3 separate regions of the Anser cygnoides genome follow, and all the other regions are linked to region 1. The links are chromatin contacts, called in public Hi-C maps. All regions are on one chromosome and are shown on one strand. The core of a region is the stretch at or near the end of the contact, and the rest is flanking DNA. Distances in the headings are between cores, read along the strand shown.

Region 1 (4,941 bases), core at 1,394-3,893:
GCAGCCCCCCGCCAACGCTCCCACTCCTGCGGCCAGAATCGCCCCCGGGGGCTGCTCCCACGGTGGGACCATGGTGGGCACCCCGGTGTCCGTACCCAGCCCTCCGGCGTGGGGTGAGGCTGCCCCGGGGGGTCCCCGAGGTGTGGGGAGTGATGGAGGAGGTGGGTGGCAGGGTGAGGAAGGCGGCCCCGGGTGCCTGCTGGTGAAGATCGACCCCTGGATGGGGCTTGCAGGTTTGGGTGGTGGGCTGGGAGAGACGTAGCCAGCAGCTGAGGGGGAAAGGTGACCCAGCTGGCATCCCCAGCCTCTTCTTCTCCGTCCTCAGCCTCCATTTCTCCATCCCCAGCCCCCATTTCTCCATCCCCAGCCCCCCCTTTCTCCATCACCAGCCTGTCCGTTGCCATCCCCAGCCTCCAATTCTCCACCCCCAGCCTCTCCTTCTCCATCCCCAACCTCCCCTTCTCAATCCTGGCCCCCCCTTCTCCATCCTCAGCCTCCATTTCTCCATCCCCAGCCTTCCCTTCTCCATCCCAGCCTCCTTTTCTCCAACACCAGCCTCCATTTCTCCGTCACCAGCCTCTATTTCTCCATCCTCAGCCACCCCTTCTCCATTCCCAGCCTCCCCTTTGTCATCCCCAGCCTCCAATTCTCCACCCCCAGCCTCTCCTTCTCCATTACAAGCCTCCATTTCTCCATCTCCAGCCCCTCCTCCATCCCCAACCTCCCTTTCTCCATCCCCAGCCTCCCTTTCTCCATCCCCAGCCTCCCCTTCTCCATCCCCAGCCTCTCCTTCTCCATCCCCATCCTCCATCTCTCCATCCCCATCCTCCATTTCTCCATCCCCATCCTCCATTTCTCCATCCCCAGCCTCCCTCTCTCCACCCCCAGCCTCCAGCTCCTCCTGCTCGCCCGGTGCCTGGGAAAGGCTCCCCGCTACCCATCCCATTCTGCTCAGCTGCCAGGGGCTCGATGGGGCTCCCTACAACCCGGCCCTACAGGACCCCGAGCTCTGTGCTGTGGGGCTCTGAACCCTCCGCTTCAAAACCTGGAGCCAGGAGGAGAAAGAGGGCAGCCTCCATATTTCCCCTCTACACCCAAATTCGGGGCATGGTCTGAAAGCAGCGGCTGCAGAAAACAGACCTGATTTCTCACCCCTTTATCGAGAAGACACGGGGCAAGGGACATGACCTAGTTTCCAACGGCAGCACTTCACATTTCCCCTGCAAGGCGAGCCAGCCCGGCTTCCTCTCCCTCCCGCTCCTCAGCCAAGCAGCCGAGGCTGGCCCGCTGCCTTCCCGGGGCTCGTGGGCATGGGATGGAGGGGAAAATGTTATGGGACAGAAGGGAAAATGTTATGGGATGGAGGGGAAAATGTTACGGCCAGCCCTGTCGCTGCCCAGATGTGCTGCCGATTCATCCGGGGAAGCATCTGTTTCCTACTCGCTGTCCCAGTTGGCTGCAGTGGGACGGAGGGATGCCGCTTGGGATAAATGTGGGGAAGGAGCACCCCGTCCCCTGTCCTGAAAGTCCTGGGGCTCCTTGTCGCAAGGTGCTGCTGACTGCAAGTGCCAAAGGTGTCAGGGGATCGTCCGGGCCAGGGCTGGATGGAAAAAAGAGGCATGAGCAGGGTTAGAGAGGGTGTAAATAGGGTTAGGGAGGATGTAAATAGGGTTAGAGGGGATGTAAATAGGGTTAGAGAGGACGTAAATGTGTGCTCGTAAATGTGTGCTCTGGGGTAGGGGAGATGCGGGGGTCAGCTCAGCTGGGTTGAGGCTGGCTGCAGCAATTCGTGGCACCTACACGAGCCTCTCCTTGGGGCTTCTGAGGGCTCCGTCTGGGTTTTCCCCCAGGGCATTTGGGTGGTCACATCGCCGACAAACCCCATGGGGTCACCTCGAGACCGTGCTGGGATCCCCCTGCATCCCCCGTGTGCTGGGGGAACCCCAAACAGGAGCGCTCCTGCGCAGGATACGTGAGCATGGAGGGGCCGAACCTGCCCCTGCATCTCCCCCAGCCCCTTCCCCGTGATATTTCCCCAGTGGTGCAGCTCCGCAAGCCCCCAGCTCGCCAAACGGGACCGCAGAGAGGCGCAGTAAGGGGAAAATCCTCGCATCGCCGTGTTTGAGGCCCAGAGAGGAGATCCGCCAGCCCGAGTGATCCGCCAGCCCCCACAAAGGAACAGGGGACAGCTCTCTATGGGATGCTTCATGTCCTTGTTGGCGTAATCGTGTGGGTATAATTTGATTATCCCTCCCTAGGTGTTTAGCATCACAAAGGGAAAAGCTGCCTCCGAGCTGAGCCACCGCTGTGAGACTGGTCTGGGGGAAAAAGGGTCGGAAACTGGGCTGGGAAGGCTGCAGCGTGGTTTGCAGCACCAAAATATCCCGTGTCAGCACATTGCTGGGTCCCCAGCTCCTGGCTGTGCCTGTATGAGGAAAACAGACTGCTGGCCTTTGGGGTTTTGTGTGCTGGTGTCTGTGAGGATGAGCAAGACCTCGGCCAACCCTCTGAAGAGGGCACCTGGCCAGCTGATGTGCAGCAGATCCCAAATCAGAACTGCTGCATGTGGGGGGAAGCCATAAAAACGTTGAACCTGGGACTAGCAAGAGGGGAAAAAAAAATCCTTTGTGCGTTGGAACTGGTGGGAGGGCTTGTGGGGTGGGATGGTGGGCGTGGGGATGGTGGGCGTGGGGATGGGGTGATGGGCATGGAGATGGGATGCTCGGTGTGGAAATGGGGTTTATGGGCATGGAGATGGGGTTACGGGCATGGAGATGGGGTGCTGGGTGTGGAAATGGGGTGCTGGGTGTGGAAATGGGGTGCCGGACCATCCATGTCCTCCCAGGCTGCCGTGGGGAGGAGGAGGCTTCTTGCAAGGGAGCGAAGGAGACAGCTCGGCGAGGCTCTCAGGACTGCTGGGCTAAGCTGGGGGTTTAGCGCGGGGATAAGCGGCTTTAGGAGCAGCGAACGGGGGAATCACACTCGCAAAAGTCAGCAAGGGAAACCAAACAGTGTCACCGGTTACGTAAGGGATCAGCAAGTCGGTGGCGTTTCAGGCAGCCGCCGCGTGCGCTGCCCCGGGGTAACGCACGGGCGGCTTTTGGCTCGCCCTCATCAGGTCTCGTTAAGGAGCTGGAGGAAGATAAAGGGGACGGTGAGGAAGGTTCAAAGATATGTGACGGGTCCTGATGGAGGAGGACGGAGCGGGGTCTGAATGGGGCTGTAAAATTAGGGGTGGGTAAGGGAGAGCTCTTCGGTGGCCCCTCCATCCATATACCCAGAGCCACTGAGCAGGGCAGGGGCAGGGAGAAAAGGAAGCTCCTCATCACATCCACAGTTAAACCAGGGAATCGTTGCTGCAGGGCATTGCAAATAGTTTACGTGGATCCCAAAACTTCAGGAGGACACAGCTGCTCTCAGAGGTGCTGTGCTGGAAGGACCGTTAGCTGGTGGTCCCTACATGGGTGGTCTTGTAGGATGAACAGGCCACCAGACTGCCCTAATTTGTCCACTCTGGCGCTGTAGGACACACCGCCTCACCTAGCTAGCTGCTGTATTTTGATGTGAAGCCTTTCTGGATAAAGTTCCCCCAGGACATTCCCCACTCTGGTGCCCAGAAGTGAGGACCCCCTGGTGGCTCCCCACCTGCTCCTCCCGGGCGAGAGCCCCTGGATCTGCAGCAGGAGGGGGCATTCAGTCCTGCCCAGGACAGGACAGGCTCAGGAACATCCCAGAGACCATCGGCAGGGCTCGGGGCAGCACCAGCGCCGGTTTCTGCAGGGCTGGAGCCTGGAGCCAGGCAGCAGGACAGCCTGAGGCAAGCCGTCAGCAAAGTTCACCGGCAGCAGCCAGAACAGCGTGTGCTGCAGCCCGTCTCGCCGAGATCCACTCCAAGACACCCCGGGCCTGCCCTCTGTGCTTACCGCTTTTTTTTTTTTTTTTTCTTTTTTTCCTGCTTCTATTGAAAAGATTAATTTCCCCATCTGGAAAGTTTGTGCAAGCGTCAGCCGCGGCTGTTGCATCACGGCGCTGTTTGGTTTGGCCAGCAAGCCCAGGAGCAACAAGCATCCGGATTTAATCGGGATCGCTTCCCTGGCGGCGACACCCATAAACAGGAGAGGGGTAGGGAGATCGGTGTGGAAATCCAGGGCCGCTGGAGCCCGAAGCACCTCTGACCCGCTCGTGCTGGGCATACCCCTGGGCTGCGAGCCCTCCCTCTCGTTAAAGCGGTTAATTATAAAGAGAGGCGATGAAAAAGAGCTGAGAGATGGGGGTTTTATTGCCTTCTAGGTCTGGGGGTCTTGCTTCCTACAAGGGAGCCGCAGATCCCATGTCTGCAGGAGGGCTGGCACATAGCAGGGGGGGGATTCGTGGCCACGCGTGGTCACTGCAGAGCCCTGGGGGTAGAAAACCAGTGCGGTGCGTTGGTTGAACCCCTGATAGGACAATTTATCCCTTAATTCCCCCTTTGGTGTGTGCTGGAAAATCTGCAAGAACGGCTTTGGTGGCAAGCAAGGGGGGGTTCTCCACAAGAAGAAAAATAACTCTTCGTGAGGAGGCGCCTGCTTGTTGCCTAAAGTTTCTGCTTTTCATTAAAGCAGAGCCCAAAATATATATATATATTCTTTTAGATGAGGTTATGAAGAAAGCTTTCCACTTCCCCAGCTTCTCCTCCTGTTGCTGCTGGAGGTGAGGACACGTCGCCCCCCAGTACCTGCTGTGGGGGCTCAGCTGGCACCCCCCGGCCATGTCCAAGGAAGAGGCCCTTGAGGTCATCCCTCAAGGGAAAAAGCAGGTCCTCATCAAATCCTATAAAAGCTGAGGAAAAGCCCCCAAAATGACAGCGCTGGGTGCAGCCATCAGCAGGGGGCTGAGGAGGGCTGGGTGTTGTCTCCTGGGGGCGTTGGGCCTGGGGAAGAGAAGGCCCCGGGGAGGCCTCAC
Region 2 (4,941 bases), core at 808-3,307, 53 kb before region 1:
CACCGAGAGCCCGGCCGCAGCTCCCAGCCCTGCTCCTGGCGTAGGCAGCGGGCTTGTGCAGCACCCTGTAGCCCGGCGGGGTCAGCAGCCGGATGGCGGCAGCGGGTCTGCTCCCGGCGCCGGTGATTTTCGGGTTCTCCTCCTCCTCCTCCTCCTTCCGCGGGCTCTCGCCGCCTCCGCCCTCGGCCTTGCGCGGGGCTGAAGTCAGAACGGCGGCGGTCACCCTGCTCAGCCTCGGGAACCGTCGGCGTACGAGCGCCGTAGCCATGGCTCGCAGCTTGACCGGGCTCTGAACTGCTCCCAGGTACTAAAAAAAGAGGGCAGACGGAGAATGAGTGGCTTCCGCCGGGCACGCGGCGCTCGTTACCTACTCCTTTACGCCGCCCGGAGCCGGGTGACTCCAGCGCCTCCCCCAGAGAGCTGCTGTTCCCCCGGGGAGGCCGCGGGGCAGCCGCTACCGAGCGCACACCGCGCGGGGCAGTGCCAGCACCCAGGCGACCCGAGACACACCCGGAGAGGCCAAACCAGCGGGCGGGCACCACCAGCTACAAGGAATCTGGCGGAGATTGTGGGAACTCAGGGAAAAAATCCTCTCTTTGTCGCTTTGTAAGAGAGCCCGACCGCTTTTCTTTCGTTTTAAGCAATGAACACGTATTTCTGTGATGCGGAGACAGCTTCAAAAGGCTTGACGTACCCAAACGGAGCACTCTGCTCCTTCAGTCGGCGCCGTGAAGCGCCGGCCAGCACCCGCAGGGCTGTGCGAACGCCCACGGTGCCGCTCCGCTCATCGCACGGGGGCACCCGGGGGCTGTGAGGCTCCAAAACTCGCCCGCGGCGGGGCAGCCGGTGCTCAGGAAGGAGAAACGCGGAGCAAAGCGGGGGACGAAGCGGGGCAGAGGCACCGCAAATCGTCACAGGGCGCCGCAGCCCCGGGGGCAAGAACTAGGAGAAAAGCCTCGCCCTCCGGGCACGGGAGCGTTTCCCGGATTTGGGGAACGGAAAGAGACCTCTGTGGAAGAGACCTGTTATGGAGCCCTCCCTGCAGGCTGCGAGGAGAGGCGCCGGGCACGCGCTCCCAGTGGGGACTTCTCGGCTTCTTCCCTCCTCGCTGCTGCCGCACGGCTGCGCCTCGGCCAAACGGGGCACGGAGGAGGACGGGGGGGGGGGGGGGCGGTGTGTTTTTAGGGCGGCTGGTAAATAACCAGCAGGCTTCGTGAGACACCCGCTAGGCACTGATCGTGCTGGGCACCTCAGGGCGAGGCAGCTGCTGGGTGCGGGGCGGGCTCTGCCCAGCCCTGTGGCTGTGCCCCCCACCCCCAGCAGCCTGCCTTACGGCTGCAAAAGAGCTCTGGATTTCAAAGCTCTCCCTGTTCGGCGCATATAAATGTCTGATTATATTTAATTTCCATCCCCGCTGGCTACGGCGGCCAGCTGGAGCCGCCTGGAGGCGGCACGACGCGTGGAGCCCAGCAGCCCTGCGCAGGCTGCGAGCCCCTGGCTGGGGAAGGAGACCCCCGGGGAAAGAGACCCCGACCCCTCCAGCACCACCGGCTCCCCCAGCCCCTCGTGGGGGGGCTGCAGAGCTCATCTTGGACGAGAGGGGGGGGGGGGGTTTATCTGGCTGAGGCTCTCTGCTCTGACTCCGTGCTGCACACCCTCTGTTCGTTCTGCTGTCCCCGAGGGGTGGGCAAGCAGCACGGAGAGACACGCCGCTTCTTTAGGCCACGTCCCGTCTGCTGCCGGGGGGGCGATCCGAGCCTACCCGCAGCGCCCAGAGCTCCGCTGCTACCCAAAACGCTCTTCCCGGGACAGACAGCCCTGCTTCCGCGGCAGGGAACCAATGTCCCCGGTGTCTGCACGCCGCGGGTGGGCAGCGCCTGCCGCTCGGGGTGCGCCCCCGCAGCTCTGCGCTAAGCTCCGTGACGCCTCTGGGGAGATATCCCGTAAGGAGGGATATTTCTCTCCCCTCCCGTTCCTGCGCCCAGCAGCACGAGCACGCGGAGAGCACAGCGGGGCCACCGTACTTCCAGCACCTTAGAAAAAAAACAGGTGAGGGGCTTTTACCCATCTCCACACCTAAACCTTGATGTTTCGAGCTCCTGCAGCGCTCCTCCAGCCCGGCCCACCTCTCCGACCTGCTTCCCTGCCGCCCGCAGCGAGCAGCAGGTTTTTTGCTTTTTTTTTTTTTTTCTCCTAATCCTCACAGCGCTCTCCTAACGCTGTGCTCTTCTGGGTTAGGCGTGCCCGGGCTCCTTCCCATCTCTCCGCGCGGACCTTGTTAAAAAAAAAAACAAAAAAAATACAAAAAAAAACGCCCTTACCGTGTGGTAACTGAGGGTGGAGGAGGCCTCAGAGACCACCCAGTGCAACCGCCCCCCTACCGCTGTCGCCCACCGAACCACGTCCCCAGGCACCACGTCCAACCTCTCCCCGAACACCCCCAGGACGGGGACTCCCCCCCCTCCCTGTCACCCCGTCCCCGCACCTGACCGCCCTTTCTGACAGAAATGTCTCCTCATTCCCCACCTGAACCTCCCCCGGCGCAACTTGAGGCCGTTCCCTCCGGTCCTATCGCCGGTTACCTGTGAGAAGAGGCCGCCCCCCAGCTCCCCCCAGCTCCCCGTCAGCAGCGAGGCCTCCCCCGGGCCTCCCCGCCCCCCCCCCCCACTCACCGGGCCCGGCGCTGCCGCCGCCGCCGCCGGCTCCGGCCCTGCCGCCCCCCGCCGCCGCTTCCGGGTGCCCGCCGGTGACGCACTTCCGGCCTACGGGAGCCGAGCGGGGAAAGGGGGGGGGGGGGGGATTGAAGTGAGGCCGGTAGGGGGCGTGCGGGCAGCGTCACGTGGGGTGGGGTCACGTGACAAGATGCTCGGCGCCTCGGTGTGGCGCCCTGTGGTGCCTCGGGGGGGCGCCGCCATCTTGGGGCGGCCTGAGGTGGTAGTCACAAAAGCGCAGAATGACGGAGTCACAGAAACGTAGAACGGCCCGAGTTCAAAGAGTCACAAAATCCGAGCCCTCCGAGCTCATCTGGTCCAACCCTGCCGCCGCTGTCACCCACCGAACCACGTCCCCAGGCACCACGTCCAACCTTCCCTTGAACACCCCCAAGGACGGTGACACCGCCACCTCCCTGTCACCCCGTCCCTACACCTGACCGCTCTTTCTGAGAAGAAATGTCTCCTCATTCCCCACCTGAACCTTCCCCTGGCACAACTTGAGGCCATTCCCTCTCATCTTATCACTGGTTAGCTGTGAGAAGAGGCCGACCCCCACATTTAGCCTCAGAATCCCAGAATCCCAGAATCATCTAGGTTGGAAGAGACCTCCAAGATCACCGAGTCCAACCTCTGACCTAACACTAACAAGTCCTCCACTAAACCATATCACTAAGCTCTACATCTAAACATCCCTCCTTTATGGTAACCGTAGAGTGAACGCTTGCACAGCCCTTGTTGTACCCCGAGGAATAAGGGCTGGGGACGGCTGTGCCCAGCAGCATCGCCTCCGTCGGCTTGAAGAGATGGACGTGGAGGTGTGCACTGCTCCTCTCTGCTCCCTGAAGCCTCCACCTTTCCCTCCTGCTCCACAATGCCAGGCTGCTCTCCATCCTCAGCGCCAGGAGCTACAAGTGCTTTCACCCCGCTCTAATGGGCTGCGAGGAAGCTGTAGGCCAGCACGTGTATGGCTGTGCTGCTGTGTCTGAGATGTGGGTTTCCCTCGTGGAGCCATCTCCAGCATTCCCCCATCACCATTCCTCGGGTCCCTCCCGAAATCCCCTGTAGTTTTTCTGCTTCTCCCACCCGCACGCAACACAACCAGGCAAGCACGCAGTCAGGTTTTTAAAAGGGGCCTTTCTCCATTTTATTTTGCCCAATAAAAATCCTTCACAGTCAGATAGAGATAGGAGAGTGAGAGATACGTATACATATAGATCTTCATATATATTTATATATATACATACCTCTGTACAGATATATATATATATTCACCGTAGAAAATCGCGAAGGCAGTAGCTCTTCACATCTTTATAACCCCATGGAAACATACAACAGACTAGCAGTAGATTGTGAAATGTGGTATAGTTTTAACAAGAATTTCCTAAATGGATACACCTTTGCTGTACAAAAATCCCAGAATGCTGCATTTTATCTCTTTATTTTTCAACCTCTTTTTGTTAAATACACTGACCAGAGGCAAGGTCAAGACAACAGTGTTTGAAAGTGACTGGTGGACAGGAGACACACCCAACCTTATGGAGTTCTTTTTTAAATATTTTATTTTTTTTAAAGTATATTTATATAGATATATATTTTTTTCTTTTTTTTTTTCTTTTCTTTTTTTTTTTTCAAAGTCTCATTAAACGCAGTTCGGAGAACCAGCAACAGTCAACGCAGAACGAACAGTAACAGAGTCGAGTTCAGAACACTTCTGGTTTGAATTCACAGTAAGAGCAGAGAGAGAGAGAGAGAGACCGAGGCTTCAAGAAACAAACAGGGGAGAGAAAGCACAAGGCTGGGATTGAATTTACAGTCGGGCAGGTCCAAAACGTTGGACGAAGGGTCTGATGCAGAGATCCTACATACACACAGAGCCTGGAGAGCTCTGGCCGCTCCCCTGCGGGGCTTTTATTGCTGGTGAGATCAGACAACAGACTTGCTCGGGGCGCCAGCCGGCCCAACCTGACGTCCCTCCGTCGGGGAGCTGGGTTTTGGGGGCCTGTTGATCTGCTGGAGAAGAGACGCGGAGACGGGTGGCTAAGCAACGTGCATTTATTTCGGATGAGGAAACCCTCGCAACCACACTGCCCAGTGCAAGGCGAAGGCCGAGAGAGAGTCCGGACGGGCCGCCTCTCAGCTCACAGCATTTACCAGGTCCGAATGAGTGCAAACAAAGACACCTTGGAGGAGACCTAGCCCTGGGCCGGGCTCTGCAGGGACTCCACTG
Region 3 (4,941 bases), core at 1,479-3,978, 47 kb after region 1:
GAATACCGAGAAACCTTTCAGAGCCCAGACTTCTTCAGACCTCACTTTACATTCCCCCAGCTAGAAACCTGCTCCTTTCTGAAGCTTTGCAAATTTCCACTTGCTCAGAGCAAATACATTTGCCCTTGATAACCTTGCAGCACGTTATCTTTAGGTATAACGGATAAGCAGGTCCACCAGCGTTAACACCTGGGCTAGCAAGTTTCGAGGCAGTCCGTCAAGACACAGCTCCTGGCTGGTGATCTCCCTCGTCCCGCAGCGCCCAGCGGGGAGAGCTCCACCTGCCGCACCCTCACCCGCCGGCCGGACTTCCTGCCGCCGCGCCGGTGCCTTTTACCTCCGCGCTAACCTGACCTGTGAAATTTGATGAGAAAGGGATTCAACACGCAACAGGTGGAAGGAAGCCTGCTCGGTGTCCCTGAAGAGGTATTTTTGCCCGGCGCTGCTTATCGTACCAGGGCATGGTCACAACAAGATACGCCACCCGTGTGTTAAGGGCAGCAAGGCTGCGTTTTTTCTGTTCTCAGCAGACAAGCCCAGGCGTGACAGCGCTGGAACCACTGTGCTGCTTGAAATGACCTCTCGCAAGATACACAAAGTTACAGGATATACCTCTTGCCATCATCAGCCTCCCACTTTAGCTAAAGCAGTCTGATCTACAACGCTTTGTAAGAGCAAATCTGTAAGAGAGAGCATAAAGGGTCATCATCACCGTGCAGCCCCAGACATTACGAGGAAAGAGCGAGCTGCCACCCGTTCTCTAGCTCAAACTTCCCTGGTTTCACGTCCTTTCCATGCAATACGACAGGTTTACCAGCAGAACGGTAGCAGCTTCCACTTTCTACATAAGAGATGGGAAAAGGAAAACAAATTCCTGGTTAAGACTGAATTTTGCAAAAATTTAAATACCCCACGGCCCCAGTGGTTTTGAGAAATAATTTCTGTTGTGCAAGGAGAATAAAGTCACCCCCACAAACTGAAATTCTGTGGAGAACTTCAAAAAGATAGAAATCAACACATTCAGGTAGCAAATTTTCGTAAGCCATACAATAAAAATAGGCAAGACCGATTTGGAAGTATCAAAAAGATGCCACTGAAAAAGCAACTTCAAAACAATTATTCTGAATCTAAGCTAATTTTAACCAGGCTGCTCAAAAATAGCATTGAGGCTTCTTGAGAATTCAGATAATTTAAAATGACTGTTTAGCCTTCACTTCAGTTAGAATTCTATACGCTTGAAAAGAAGAGAAGAAGAAATCCTCCCCAGCTTCAAAGCGTCTGATTTGCCCAAGTCACGATACGAGCGAAGCTGAGGAAATAAAACATCGCCAGCAGCCTCATTTCTCTGGGACATTCAGCACTTGCTTTTACCAGAAGCTCTGCTCCAAGTAACCAGAAACCAGACGAAATTTCATCAGTTTCCATGCTGCTGAGAACGAAAGATTTAGAGCAGGTCTGTACAAGAAACAGCGTGAAAGAAATATGCTGGAAACTTTAGTTTTTAATCCGTAAGAACTGGTTTTAACACAAAGTCCTTACCAGCACATGCTCTTGCAGTAGTATGACTATGTTTATACCGTTGGTTTCTTTTTTAACCTTTAAAAAAAAAAAAAAGACAACTATCCATGCTACCTCACCCCCCAAGACAGAACCCAAACACCAAAACCAACCTGAAACAAGCAGAAAACACCCCAAATTCTGGAACTAGCGCTAGTGTATAACCAAAGGCTTCAGTGGCTGTCCTGGCTAAACATCTGAGTACGAGTCCTCAGAGCCAAACAGTTTCTCTTCGTTCCCTCTGGAAATGCAGCCGTGCCGGCGAGCTTACTGAAGAAATATCTGACTTCTTCCCCAGCCCTAAAAGCACAGAGGCTGCTTCCCCCACAGCCCCAGGCCGCCCAGCGATAAATCAGCGGTGTTTGGGAGCCTGGAAGTGCTGCATCATCCCGTCCCCACAGCGTGGGGCTGGCTGGGGAATGGGGCAAATTCTGCAAAATCTGGGTAACGCTGGCTGGGTGTGAGGCAGGACGGGAGGCCCTGCGGGTGTGTGAGAGGAATATTGACTCCACGCTTGGCTGGACGCTTGGCAGGGTGCTCCAGGAGATCCCAGGGGATAAAACAGCCCACAGGACGAGCTGGGGAGGGATCCTATGGAAACCTTTTCCCCTCAGAGGTCTCAAAAGGAGCTCGCCAGGCTCTGAGGGGGGAACCCCAACACACTTCAACGCCGCCCCCAACGGTCCAACAGGGAGCAGCGGGGCCGAGCCGCCAGCAGGGGCTCCCTACAGGGGGGCTCCATGCGGGGGTAGAGCCTCGGGGGGCCGCGGGATCCCAGGGGATCCCCGGGGATCCCCAATAGATCCCCCCCCCCCCCCCTTCCCTCAGGGGAAGGCCTGAGGTGAGGCGCTTCCCCCCCCTCACGGTCGCCATGGAGACGCCCCCCTCCCCTCCCGGCGGGAGCAGGGCCCGAAGGGGACCGGGCCCCCCGCAACGGGGCGGGGAAGGCGGGGGGGGAGGGAACCGGAGAGGCCCCGGGGCGGGGAGCGGGGGAAGCCCCGGAGCCGAGACCCACCTGCCCCGGGCCGGCGGCGGAAGCGGGCGGCGAGGAAGAGGAGGGCGGCGAGGAGAGCGGCGGCCGCCGCCAGCAGCAAGGCGTCCATGCCCAGCGCCGGCCCGGCCCGCCCCGACCCGACCATTGCGCCCGTGGGCTGGGGGGGGGGAACGAGGGGAGGGGGGGACGGGACTTGGTACGGGCCGGAGCTAGCGCGGGGCGGGGCCTCGTCAGGGAGGGCCTGAGGTGGAGTCACGGAATCACAGAATAATAAATAAATTAAGTAATAATAAAGGCTGGAAAAGCCCTCCAAGATCGTCTGGTCCAACCATCCTCCTACCACCGCTGTCACCCACTGAACCAAGCACCACGTCCAACCTTCCCTTCAACACCCCCAGGGACGGTGACGCCACCACCTCCCTGTCACCCCATCCCTACGCCTGACCGCTCTTTCTGAGAAGAAATGTCTCCTCATTTCCCACCTGAACCTCCCCCGGCCCAACTTGAGGCCATTCCCTCTAGTCCTATCACTGGTTACCTGTGAGAAGAGGCCGACCCCCAGCTCCCCACACCTTCCTTTCAGGCAGTTGCAGAGAGCAATGAGGTCTGCCCTGAGCCTCCTCCAGACCAAACACCCCCAGTTCCCTCAGCCCCTCCTCACAGGACTTGTGTCCCAGGCCCTTCACCAGCTTTGTAGCCCTTCTCTGGACACCCTCTGGCACCGCGATGTCCTTCTTGTACCTAGGGGCCCAAAACTGAACAGCTCGTGTTCAGGCGAGCATTGACCAACATCCCCAAATCCTTTTCCTCTGCCCCAGGCCTGTAGCGCTGCATGGGGTTGCTGTGGTCAAAGTGCAGGACCCGGCACTTAGCCATGTTGAACCTCATCCCGTTGGCCTCTGCCCGTCGATACAACCTGGTGGTGGCTGCCCTCAGGGTGGGAGGTTTGCGAAGGGAGGTTGTTGGTCCAACCACCCTATTTAACACAAAACTGGCACGTTGCGAGCTGTGCCCAGGCTGCTGCTGGTCACAGAGAGGAAGATGAGGGGAAAAAACTCAAAGTTATGAGGGAAAATCACTTATAAATGAAGGCCTGGCTGTAGGGTACGACTCCCCGCCAACACTGGGGTCACTACTGAGATGTCTCCCTTGTTGTTACACCGGGGTGTAAACTTGCCTTGCACCCCTGAGGAGCTTCTGTCCTCCTTTCGGTGTGGGGGATGTAAGGGAGATGAAATGTGCTCAGGCTGGAGCTGCCTGGCTCTGCAGCGCTGAGGTAGCTGGAGAGATGCCACGGTGATATGGCCTGGACTGAGTCAAGTTTGCAAAAATAGATGCTGACCCTGAACCTGCCCATAGCTACTTGTCTCACGTAGTAAACTGGCTTAATTCAGTAAAACTGCAGAAAACCGGGCTGCCCAGAGGAAACTTTTTTTTTTTTTTTTTTTTTTTTTTTTTTTTCAAGGTCAGGTTTGCATCGATCCCTGCAGAGCTAGTGCTAGCTGGGCGGCCTTTGGCTGTGGCCCAATAACTGCTCTAAGCTCATCCAACGCTGATGTGCAGCCAAATGGAGGATCTGCCTCCTGTCAGTTCCCTTTGCTCTGTGACCATGCAATACTCCAGAGCACGGAATATATTATTTATTTATTTATTTCCTGCATTTGTTTTTTAGCCAGATCAGAACGAGCATCGACATGAGAGATACTGCAGGAACTTGGAGCTGGGGGGTGGAGAGCAAACTTCCCCCCCTGCTTTAGGAAGTCAGCCACTCTTAGACCTGAAACTTTGTTGGGCTCAGCCCCAGTCCTTGCGTGAGCGAGGAGAAGAGTATTTTAGGTTTTACTGGTTTTGACTTGCATTGTGGTTATAGCATTCTGACTGATCCAGCCCCTTCTTGCCTTAGATCACTTTAGTGTAGCCTATTAAAATTATTTGTGGTTGGAGGGATTATGTTTTTTTTTTTTGGGGAAATGTTTTAATGAATTGAAAATGGATATTGAAAACTATTGGACGTCTGGACATAATCAAAAGATCTGTTTGCTAATTAGTTATACTGTGGTCTACAGCACTGACTGCACATCCCATCATGTGCTTGAGATAAATGCAGATCTGTCTGCCACAGAACAACCGGATATTACTAAGAAATTTGGTAACAATATAGAACCAGCGACAGAGCAGGAAGGTCTCCAAAAGAAACTGAACTATAGGCTGAATGTTTTATTGCAAAGCTTTATTTTAATAATAATCTTACAAATCTCATTTTGAAGAACAATGACAGTGCTCCTTTGTTAATGCTCTGCTCAAACTGAGTTCTCTGTGGTCTGTTTCCTTCTTACCAGGTTATTCTGCAACTCACTGTTTGGTCAGAGAGGATGCTTCTTGTAACTTTT

The links. Hi-C and Micro-C count contacts between places; a contact is called where the count stands out from the background.
Region 2: a contact with region 1 is called in a Hi-C map of liver, with 2.5 times the contacts expected there. The contact joins the promoter of FASTKD5 here to the enhancer-like site in region 1. A contact is called at or near these places in 3 of 7 Hi-C or Micro-C datasets (all in liver).
Region 3: a contact with region 1 is called in a Hi-C map of liver, with 4 times the contacts expected there. The contact joins the promoter of DDRGK1 here to the enhancer-like site in region 1. A contact is called at or near these places in 2 of 7 Hi-C or Micro-C datasets (both in liver).

Annotation. Positions count from the first base shown.
Region 1 is chr4:2,961,548-2,966,488 of Taihu_goose_T2T_genome, reverse strand. No RefSeq gene overlaps it. Among named protein-coding and RNA genes, the nearest start is that of LZTS3, 14 kb to the left of the region's middle. Within about 2 kb of position 2,643, at least 2 of the 3 cell types and tissues checked have open chromatin away from gene starts, as enhancers often do. A contact at or near this core is called in liver, where this site is marked.
Region 2 is chr4:3,014,294-3,019,234 of Taihu_goose_T2T_genome, reverse strand. It overlaps FASTKD5 (FAST kinase domains 5), which reads right to left and starts at 2,057. Exons shown (of 4, transcript XM_048059802.2): 1 at 2,034-2,057; 2 at 1-307. The coding sequence starts at 268. UBOX5 (U-box domain containing 5) reads right to left here and starts at 2,795. Exons shown (of 5, transcript XM_066997080.1): 1 at 2,673-2,795. It overlaps LZTS3 (leucine zipper tumor suppressor family member 3), which reads right to left. Exons shown (of 4, transcript XM_066997077.1): 4 at 3,832-4,941.
Region 3 is chr4:2,914,579-2,919,519 of Taihu_goose_T2T_genome, reverse strand. DDRGK1 (DDRGK domain containing 1) reads right to left here and starts at 2,728. Exons shown (of 9, transcript XM_066997071.1): 1 at 2,573-2,728. The coding sequence starts at 2,696.